Regions from separate parts of the Gossypium hirsutum genome. Here region 2 is linked to region 1. A link is a contact called in public Hi-C data. All regions are on one chromosome and are shown on one strand. The core of a region is the stretch at or near the end of the contact, and the rest is flanking DNA. Distances in the headings are between cores, read along the strand shown. Region 1 has its middle 40 kb from the start of LOC121219066. Region 2 holds the start of LOC107954665 (N-acetyltransferase 9-like protein).

Region 1 (4,223 bases), core at 1,158-3,657:
AACTATCCTTTGAACAAAATTACTAAACCATAATTTAATATATTATCAAATTAGGCTCATAAATATTATTATTTAACATTTTCAGACTAGAACATCAAAAATAAGATTTCGAAACTGCATTTTTTAGTCACACAAAAAATCGAGTTGTTACAAAATGTATAGTCCACGTTTAATCACCAAGTTTTAAACACAACCGATAGGTCAAATTCAATGTCAATCATATAATATCTTCGAAAAAAAAATATTTCCAACATGATTATCATGTGAAATGATTAAAATACCTTTATATGGAAAATTTACATTTTAATTCCTTTTTACCTCTTACTGCACTTCCTTCGCATCAAATTCAACCCTTCACATATTCAGATTCATAAACCATATTTACTCACTAATAGTTGTCCACTTGTGACTATTACACTTATGCCCTTTTTGATGACAATGGAAAATTTTCCAATTTGGTTCTTGTACCATCCAAGCTTTTTCAATTTAGTTAAAAAGTGGCTTCCATCATACTAGTTCACATTCCAAGTCATTCTCATGCCAAATAATCATTATCGATTGACATTTTCTAGATTGGTCAATTTATATTTTAGTCCTTCAACTTTTCAAAATTTATGTTTTGTTCTTTCTTTTCATATATTTTTCACATTCACGATTTTCTACATTTATTTCCATCTCCAATACCAATTAAATTCCTTATGATCTATCTTTATCTGGCTCATTTTCAAATTTTCCTCAAAAATTCACTATGACAACCCTAAAACAATACCAGATGTTGTACCGAAGATTTCGGGCATTACAATTACATTGGACTAGAATTAAATTTGGATTGATGAAATGGCTTATGAATTTGACACAGGTTGGAATTGGATTTGGACCAGAACTTGACTAACAAATTTGACTTTGATTTCAAAATGTGATTTTCTTTTTATGGTTTTGATGTCGAAGGAAGACAAACTAGGAATAAGCGTTCGATCGAATTGAATAGAATAAAAATATTTTGAATTAATTTAGTTGACGAATCTTATTTTATCATCTTAACTCGATTTGAAATTTTCTCGAATCAAGTCGAATGAGATGTAATTCAAATCGAATCAAATATATTTATTTGGATTAAATTTAAAAAAATGATTTTGGGTCATTGTATCCATTGCCATCCACCATATTCAAATTTGTTATTAACTTTCAACCCCTCATAATTTATTTATTAATATTTAATATACGGGTTAGCTTTTTTGTTTTCATAGTTGCTTCAATTATCTTCTGGTTCTTGTCACAATGTATTTTGAAATTAAAAAAAATATTAAATATAAAAATATGATTTTTTAAATAAAATTTATTTTAAAGATAAAATGTGAAATTGATACTAAAAAAAGATTTTAACATGAATATTTTATGTCATCACCAATAATTAAATTTTAACAGAAATTTATAAAGATTCAACATGATTAAACAATTTAATAATATAAATAGTACAAAATGTGAAATTTAATTCAATAATACAAATAGTAGACATAAATTTGAAAAAAAAATTGAAATTTAGGAGGAAGTAAAATTTTTGGGGGAAAACAAAAAGAAAATTTTTTTTGGGGTGTTTGGGGGAAAATAAAAAGGAAATAATTTTGGGGATTTGGGAAGAAGTAAATTATTTTAGAGGGAAGTAAAAATTGTGGGATGGTAAAAGGGAAAAAATTGAGTGTTCGGAAAAGTAAGATTTTTTGAAAAAAAGTAAAAGGGTTTGACTTTTAAGGGTTGCAACGGGGCGGGGGGAGGAAGTAGAAGGATTTGATATTTAGTTTATTTAAATTATTTGAATTCGAAAATTTAATTCGATTCGAATTTGAAATTCAAAAAAAGAAATTGATTTGATTCGATTAAATCAATTCGAATAATTTAAAATTTGAATTTTTTTTTATTTTTTTAGAATAAAATAGTAAATAGCATTAATAAATAATAATAATAAACTATAAAAATCTTAATCTAGTGGTGCATTCCCTTTCGAATTAAAAGAAAAAGGGCCAAAGATTGGGGCCCTAACAATTAGTGAAATGAACTTCAGACTAAAATTAGATTTGGACCGGTGAAAAGGCTTTTAACTTTGGCATGGATCGAAATTAGATTTAGATTTGGATTTGAACTTGAAATGTGACCCTGGATTTTGCTTTTTGACCGATTGACTTGAGTTTTGAATTGAGCGACCTCATTTGTATCCTTAATCTTTTTTCAATTATAGTTTCTTATTTCTATTTTTTCTGAATTTTTAATTTTTTATATTTCTAAATTAATATTAATTTAAAATGCCCAAAATGATTAAACCATATTAGATTAAGTATTTTCAACCAAGAGGTAATAGCCTAATAGGATGCTCAATAGTCTACATCCCAGGGCAAAGATCCAGTCCCTCCTCACCTGGTTCACATGGCCAACCATTTATTCGGTCTGAATCAAGTCTTGGTCCGTCCATCAAGTGTTTTACCGTTTAATTTAGCCAGCCCGCTTGACTGAAAATTTTTCCTCCATCTTTTCTTTAATTAAGGCTTTGTTTGGTCAATTGCAAGTCTTGGTCGAAATTGAATCAAAATGAAACTTGAATAGACGTACAAATTGGTTCAGTGCATGCAGTCTAATTGTCCAAGGCACATATCATATAGATAATTTAAAATGGGACTGTAGTATTAGTGAATACATTTTTCATGAAAGATAGTGTAGATGAATACAATTATTTACACAATACTTTATCTAACAATCCATATTCACTTAATTTTAATCATATTAAATATTTTTAATTTGGGTGATCCTACGTACAATTATTACTTATTATACATATTACTGTAACAACCTGATTTTTGTGGTCTCGAAAATATAGGTTCAAAATTCTCTTTTTGTAAATCGAACCCGTAAATATAAAATATGAATATTTATAGAATTAGTGTAAAAATATATTGAAGTTCAGATAAGTAATTTCACTGAGAAAATAGTTAATTAAAGCTCAGGGACTAAATTGTAAAAATCCAATCGCTATTGAGTTTTAATTAAAAAAGACTTAAGGACCTAAATAATAATTATCTAAAAGACCAAAATAATTATTTAACCATGGATTAATATGAGATAGTAGATGGTGATAGTGGTGGTGGATACTACTTAATTTAATTAATAGTTAACTTATTATAATAAAACCTTAATTAATCTAATTAAACAAGCTTAATTAATAACTAATCATAGTATAAATATTAAGTTAGTGGAGGATGAATGTACCATCTTACTCATTTGCTTTCGCCGTCCCAAACTTTAAGAGAAAAAAGAAAAGAAAAATCCTTGTTGACCTTTAGATATCCGGCAAGCAAAAATTTCAAGGTAACCAAGCTTTTTTCATTAAGTTTTATAGATTTATGATCACCAAGTTTGATTTAGCTAGCACATGTCTTAATTTTTTCAATTGTCAAGTTTTTAGCAAGTTGTCATTATTTAGAAATTGATAAAAGAGGCTTGAATTTGATAGCTATTAAGCTTAGATCATGATAAAGACTAAATTGTAAACTTAAATAAGTTTGATAGTTAACTTTGTAACATTAGGGACCAAATTGAATAAATTAAAAATTTGTCATAAGATTGTGCTATGAATATGAAGTATAGGGTTTCTAATGAAATAATGTGAAATTGGATTTTGATCCAAAGCTAGACATCGAAAAATATGCTTATCCCAAGTATAGAGACTAAACTGAATCAAATGAAAAATATAGTTGACTTTGTATTTGGATATGCATTTGATGAAATATGATGTTGTTTATAAATTGAATTATCAAACGTAGCTAAATGCGACATTGGCCCATTGAGAGGGAAAGGAAAGACAAGAGTCGCTGATAAGTAACCACGATTTCGATTTGTACTTTTATGATTCAAGTACAATATATATAAACATACGAATATATATATATGATTGTGGCATATGTATCACCCCTACCCTGTATCCGTCGTCGAATTTGGGGTTAAGAGGCATTACTAATCAAACATAACTCAAAACAGACATCCGGTATAGTTTAATAATTTTCAGAAAATTATTATTAAATATAATAAGCAAAGTTTAATATTTAAATAAGTATAATATATAAATTCTACTTTGATCATTTTAAACAGAACATAAGATTTGAATCCAGTTAAACTATAAGAAAATAAGCCATATTCGTATGGCTATTAATTATATATACTGTACATCAAGTACAACT
Region 2 (4,740 bases), core at 528-3,027, 200 kb after region 1:
TAAAACTCAAGTTCCTAAATAGAATGTTCCTACAATTTAATTTAATAGCACAATATGTCATCATATTGTCCCCTATAAAATATCTACAATTGTACCTACAAAATATTGAAAGATAAATAAAAACAAGGAAGAACATTAGAAATTTAATGAGGTTCAACAAATTATGCATATGTTCTCTGACACTACCAAAAAAATATCAAATTCTAGGATGATCAAAAGGTGAAGAAACCACCTCTATTTATAGTAATACAAACACTCCTTACCCTTGTATTTTTTAAATGTAGGATTGTTGTATTTCAACATACTATTAGTTACATAGTTAGATATATTTTAAAAACCTAAAGGTCAATATACCCCTCCCAAAAGTTATGACCACTACCCTTCTTAACTAGTGTAGTTGAGACTTGAAACCCAATAAACTTCCACAGTTTTTTAATATATACAATTGAATAACTTAACAATGAAAAAAATTGGAAGAGTTATTAAATTAGCTTACTAATGCCTTTTGACCTTATTGATGCCCCTACTACATTTCAATCTTTAATGAAAGTTTTTCTTTTATTTGTATTATTGAGGTGGGAGAAAAAGTCTATTTGAAGATCCAACCTTACAAGCAAACTACACTAGCTTTTAAGAAACAGCTTAAGCTTTCTTTCAAGTGTTTTGCCCTTATTCTATAATTACCAAAGTGGGGTCAATAATTTATAAGCTCAAATTACCAAATACTGCTAAAATCCATAATGTGTTTTATGTTATCTCCTAAAAAAGAAAAGAAAAGAAAAAGCTCTAAAGAGGTTGCTGATGATGGACAACCCCTTGTTACCTAGTTGTCATATTGGACAAGAGAATAACTAAAAGGGGAAACAATGTAGGACAATCCAAGACCATAACAATGAACCAAGGAGCTAGGCAAAGAGGATTACTACTCAAATTCACATGCATCAAGAGACAAATTATTGAAGAATGAAGGATCCAACTGGAATGTTGAGCTGGCATAATACAAAATAGCTGTTTAGGAAATTTGTTAAGCTTAGGTCATAGTTGTTGATTATTGGTTTATGTAATTTGTAGTTATAGACCTCACTATTTATGCATGACTATATGTGAAAATAAGCTTTATGAAATGAAATTATTAATGGAAAAACTCTTTACCTTTTTTCCTCTTTCCTTCTCTGGTCTCATATCATCTTCTTTCTTCCATAACAATAACTGGATTTCTTTTTCAGCAGCAATACAAAGCTAAAATTCAATTAAAACAATGAGCAATTGATCACTTATATCAACAAAATGAAGTCCTATCTCTATTACAATGAAGGACCATGAAACAATAAAAAATCAAGATTAAGAAAAGTAAGGTTGGAGTGATCTCACCAAGTTCTTGAAACTTTTAAGGAGAATTTGTTGGTTTAAGGGGGACATTAATGAAGGTGAAATTTTGGAAGAGAATTTTTTCAACTCAAGCTTTTTTTAACATGAGTTAGTTCTTTTCAAAAACACTACAAAACTAACAATGCCATTTTGGTTTGACTTGAGTTTTTAGAATTTTTAACTAATCACTTTAGAATTAGCATATTTGTATTTTATTAGAAGACTTGCTTTGTTCTTTTAATGATATTTTTAGAATCACCTACTAACATCAAATGTCAAGATGGCCGAGTTGGTCTAAGGCGCTAGTTTCAGGTACTAGTCCGAAAGGGCATGGGTTCGAATCCCATTCTTGACAATAATGAAATTTTACACTTTTTTATCATATTAGAAACGGGGCTTCCAATTCTTTATCATATTGATGCTTGCTGAATAGTGTTGGGCCAAACTAAATAGTCAGACTTGGAGCAAGTGTTTGAAGCGCCCGCAACTGCCAATCCTAATCCCAAAGTTCCAACCACAATGAATGGGATCCCTGTTTCAACCAAACACCCATATGAAACCATGTTAATGTCGGGTGCAATTAGCAGTTAAACCCCCGACAAAACGACAGTAGCCATACTGGAGCTGGAAAGTGAAAAAAGCCTCTTGGTTTTTGCCTTTCAGGGGTCTCTCAACCCAGCAGCAGCCATGGGAGTGAGCTTGGAAGGACAGAAGGTGATAATGGTACCATACATGGAAGCACATGTCCCAAAGTACCACCTCTGGATGCAAGACCCTGCTCTCCTTCAAGCCACCGGATCAGAGCCCCTCTCCCTCCAACAGGAATACGATATGCAGCTCTCCTGGAACCAAGACCCTCTCAGTTCTTCTCTCTCTCTTTCACTTCCTTTTCTGATTGTTTATACCAATTTCTCAATTGGGTTTTCTTCTTTTTCCTTTAATTTAATGATTAAGCTTGGTTTTCAACAGAGAAAACTTTCATTATTTTGGATAAGGAGATGGTCGGGGAAAAGTTTGTTCATGTAAATCCTCATGTGGAAGGTCACCTCATCTACTACCTTTTTCTTAATTGCACAGAATTTAGTGAAACCCTTTGATTTCTTCAGCGTATTGTTTTGGACTGATATGGAGTTGATGGTAAACGATGATCCAGCCATGGTCGGGGATGTGAATATCTACATGAATGATTTGGATGACCCTCAATTAGCAGAGGTTGAAATTATGATAGCTGAACCAAAAAGGTACTTGCTTTGCACTTCTTCACAATCAACAAAATCTATTTCTTAACTGACATCGCTCTCTTTCCTTCATACTTGTGTAATCATTTTGAATCATCAACATGAAATTTCTTGCACTTGATTTCTTTTCTTTCTAAGAATTTGTTGGGTTTGTTGCTTTTCTCTTTTTTTTTCTTTTCATTCTGTTTAATCATTTATGAGCAAGAGTGCTGTGGAAATTGAGTAATGGTTTAATGTAAATAGTACTTATACACCATCCTATACAACATATGATAATGAATAGCGACTGTAATTGCCTTATTCATAGGTTTGTTGTCATTGTGTGTGTACATCAATTGTGTCCCTTTATGTTCTTGGTAGACTCCAGCACTCAGTTTTCATAAGATGTTTGCATTGAATGCTTAGATACTTGATGATTCGATAATACAACTCTTGTGAGGAGAAAAGAATAATGAAATGATGGATGCTGACAAATTGGCAAATAATTTACATGTATCTCAGATGAAGAAGTTAACTGGCAATTTGGGTTCTCATTTCTTGCTGTTATGTGTCATGGCACATATATACTTTCCTTACTTGTTCAGATGTACTCTCCTTTAAGTGGCTTGGTCATTCTGATATTTGTGTCTGGCTTGGTTTCGATATTTCAAGTTGAGTGTTATTCTAGTCACATTTTTTAGGATAAAGTTCTGGTCCTGACGACCTTGTTTTTGCTGTGATAAATTCTACTAGGAAAACAAAACAAAGTATCAAAACTGTAAAGTTGATCTAGATACTGTTTTTAAAATATTCCCTTTTAATCTTTTCTCTTATTTTTCATGCTAGAATAGCCGTGGTAAGGGCCTTGGGAAAGAGTCTGTCCTGATGATGATGGTCTATGCAGTTCAAAACTTCAGAATCCATGTCTTCCGTGCTAAAATTGGAGCATCAAATGGGTCATCTCTTAGTTTGTTTCGGAAATTGGTCTCTGTTTTGCTCTCTTCCCTTACACACACATACTTGCATTCATGTTCTTAAAAAGCTTATTTTTCTTGTTCCTACTTTCGAGACATTCATGCAAAGGCATTTGAAGGATTAATGTCCAGGCTTTTGCATGGAGGTTAAGAGATACAATACAGTAGATGCATGAATGCTTACTTGTCTTATTCTTGTTCTTGACATGCCATTGCGGTTGTAGGGCTTCAAGGAGACTTCTTATAGCGAAATATTCAAGGAGGTGAGATTTTCCTTTTGCCATCAAAAGTGCTCAGGGCACACCCGTCCCTGGTTTCTTATGACATAGTAGTTGCTGAGTCTGATAGTGGGTGGTCTCTTAAGTTCCCTTTTTGTTTTGTTTTGTTTTGTTTTGTTCATGCCTGACCGGTAGGTAACATTGGAATTGGCGGTGACGGAGCAAAAGCAAGAGGAGCTTCTGCAGTTGTTGGGCAGTGTAGTTACACATGCATAGCCTCCGGGAGGCCGTAATTTATTTTCCCCTAAAACTTATTAACTGTCATCATACATGTATCTATGAGTTGTAGAAACTAGAATTGTAGATGATTCCCTGTTTTCGGAAAAGAGTTTTGATGTTTATGATGATGAACAATGCTGGAAACTTACATTTGCAATAATGATAAACAATGATGAATTGCTTTAACATTAACTGATTAATGACAATCCACGAGGATTTTGCCTCTCTTTAGTATAATGTCTGAATATATAAAATATGGTCCGAGTTCGATTAGTTAGATTAAATCCTTATATTTTTCGTACATTTGAAATTTAGTCACTTTATTTGTATTTAATAAAATGTAATCTTTCTTCTTCTTTTTTTCATTTAAAATGCAAGTCTAATTTGTTAACTTTATTAATATCCTTCTTTCAAATCGGAATAAATATTTTTTGTTTCAAATATCATATCAAATAAGATTTGAATTTTAAATTCTAAAAAATATAAGGACTAATTCATAAAAATAAAAATAGTGGGATTAAATTATAAATGTACAAAAAAATATAGACTTGAAGCTTATTTTAACCTTATTATTTTTACATATATTATCCTCAACATTCACATTGGATTGGATCTACATCTGTTCAAAAATGAGGTAAGAACATTAACTTGTAATTGAAGTATGTTGAATAGTATTAAGATATA

What was found. A called contact is a pair of places that touch in the nucleus more often than the background predicts.
Region 2: a Hi-C map of leaf shows a contact between it and region 1, with 2.7 times the contacts expected there. The contact joins the promoter of LOC107954665 here to the enhancer-like site in region 1. A contact is called at or near these places in 8 of 34 Hi-C or Micro-C datasets (anther, hypocotyl, leaf and 1 more).

The regions. Positions count from the first base shown.
Region 1 is chrD07:36,110,809-36,115,031 of Gossypium_hirsutum_v2.1, forward strand. No RefSeq gene overlaps it. Among protein-coding and RNA genes, the nearest start is that of LOC121219066, 40 kb to the left of the region's middle. Within about 2 kb of position 2,408, at least 3 of the 9 cell types and tissues checked have an H3K27ac peak or open chromatin away from gene starts, as enhancers often do. A contact at or near this core is called in hypocotyl and leaf, where this site is marked.
Region 2 is chrD07:36,315,387-36,320,126 of Gossypium_hirsutum_v2.1, forward strand. It overlaps LOC107954665 (N-acetyltransferase 9-like protein), which reads left to right and starts at 1,778. Exons shown (of 6, transcript XM_016890290.2): 1 at 1,778-2,230; 2 at 2,338-2,409; 3 at 2,522-2,609; 4 at 3,437-3,569; 5 at 3,784-3,822; 6 at 3,973-4,242. The coding sequence starts at 2,056. The coding sequence ends at 4,053. TRNAL-CAG (transfer RNA leucine (anticodon CAG)) reads left to right here and starts at 1,643; the gene lies at 1,643-1,723.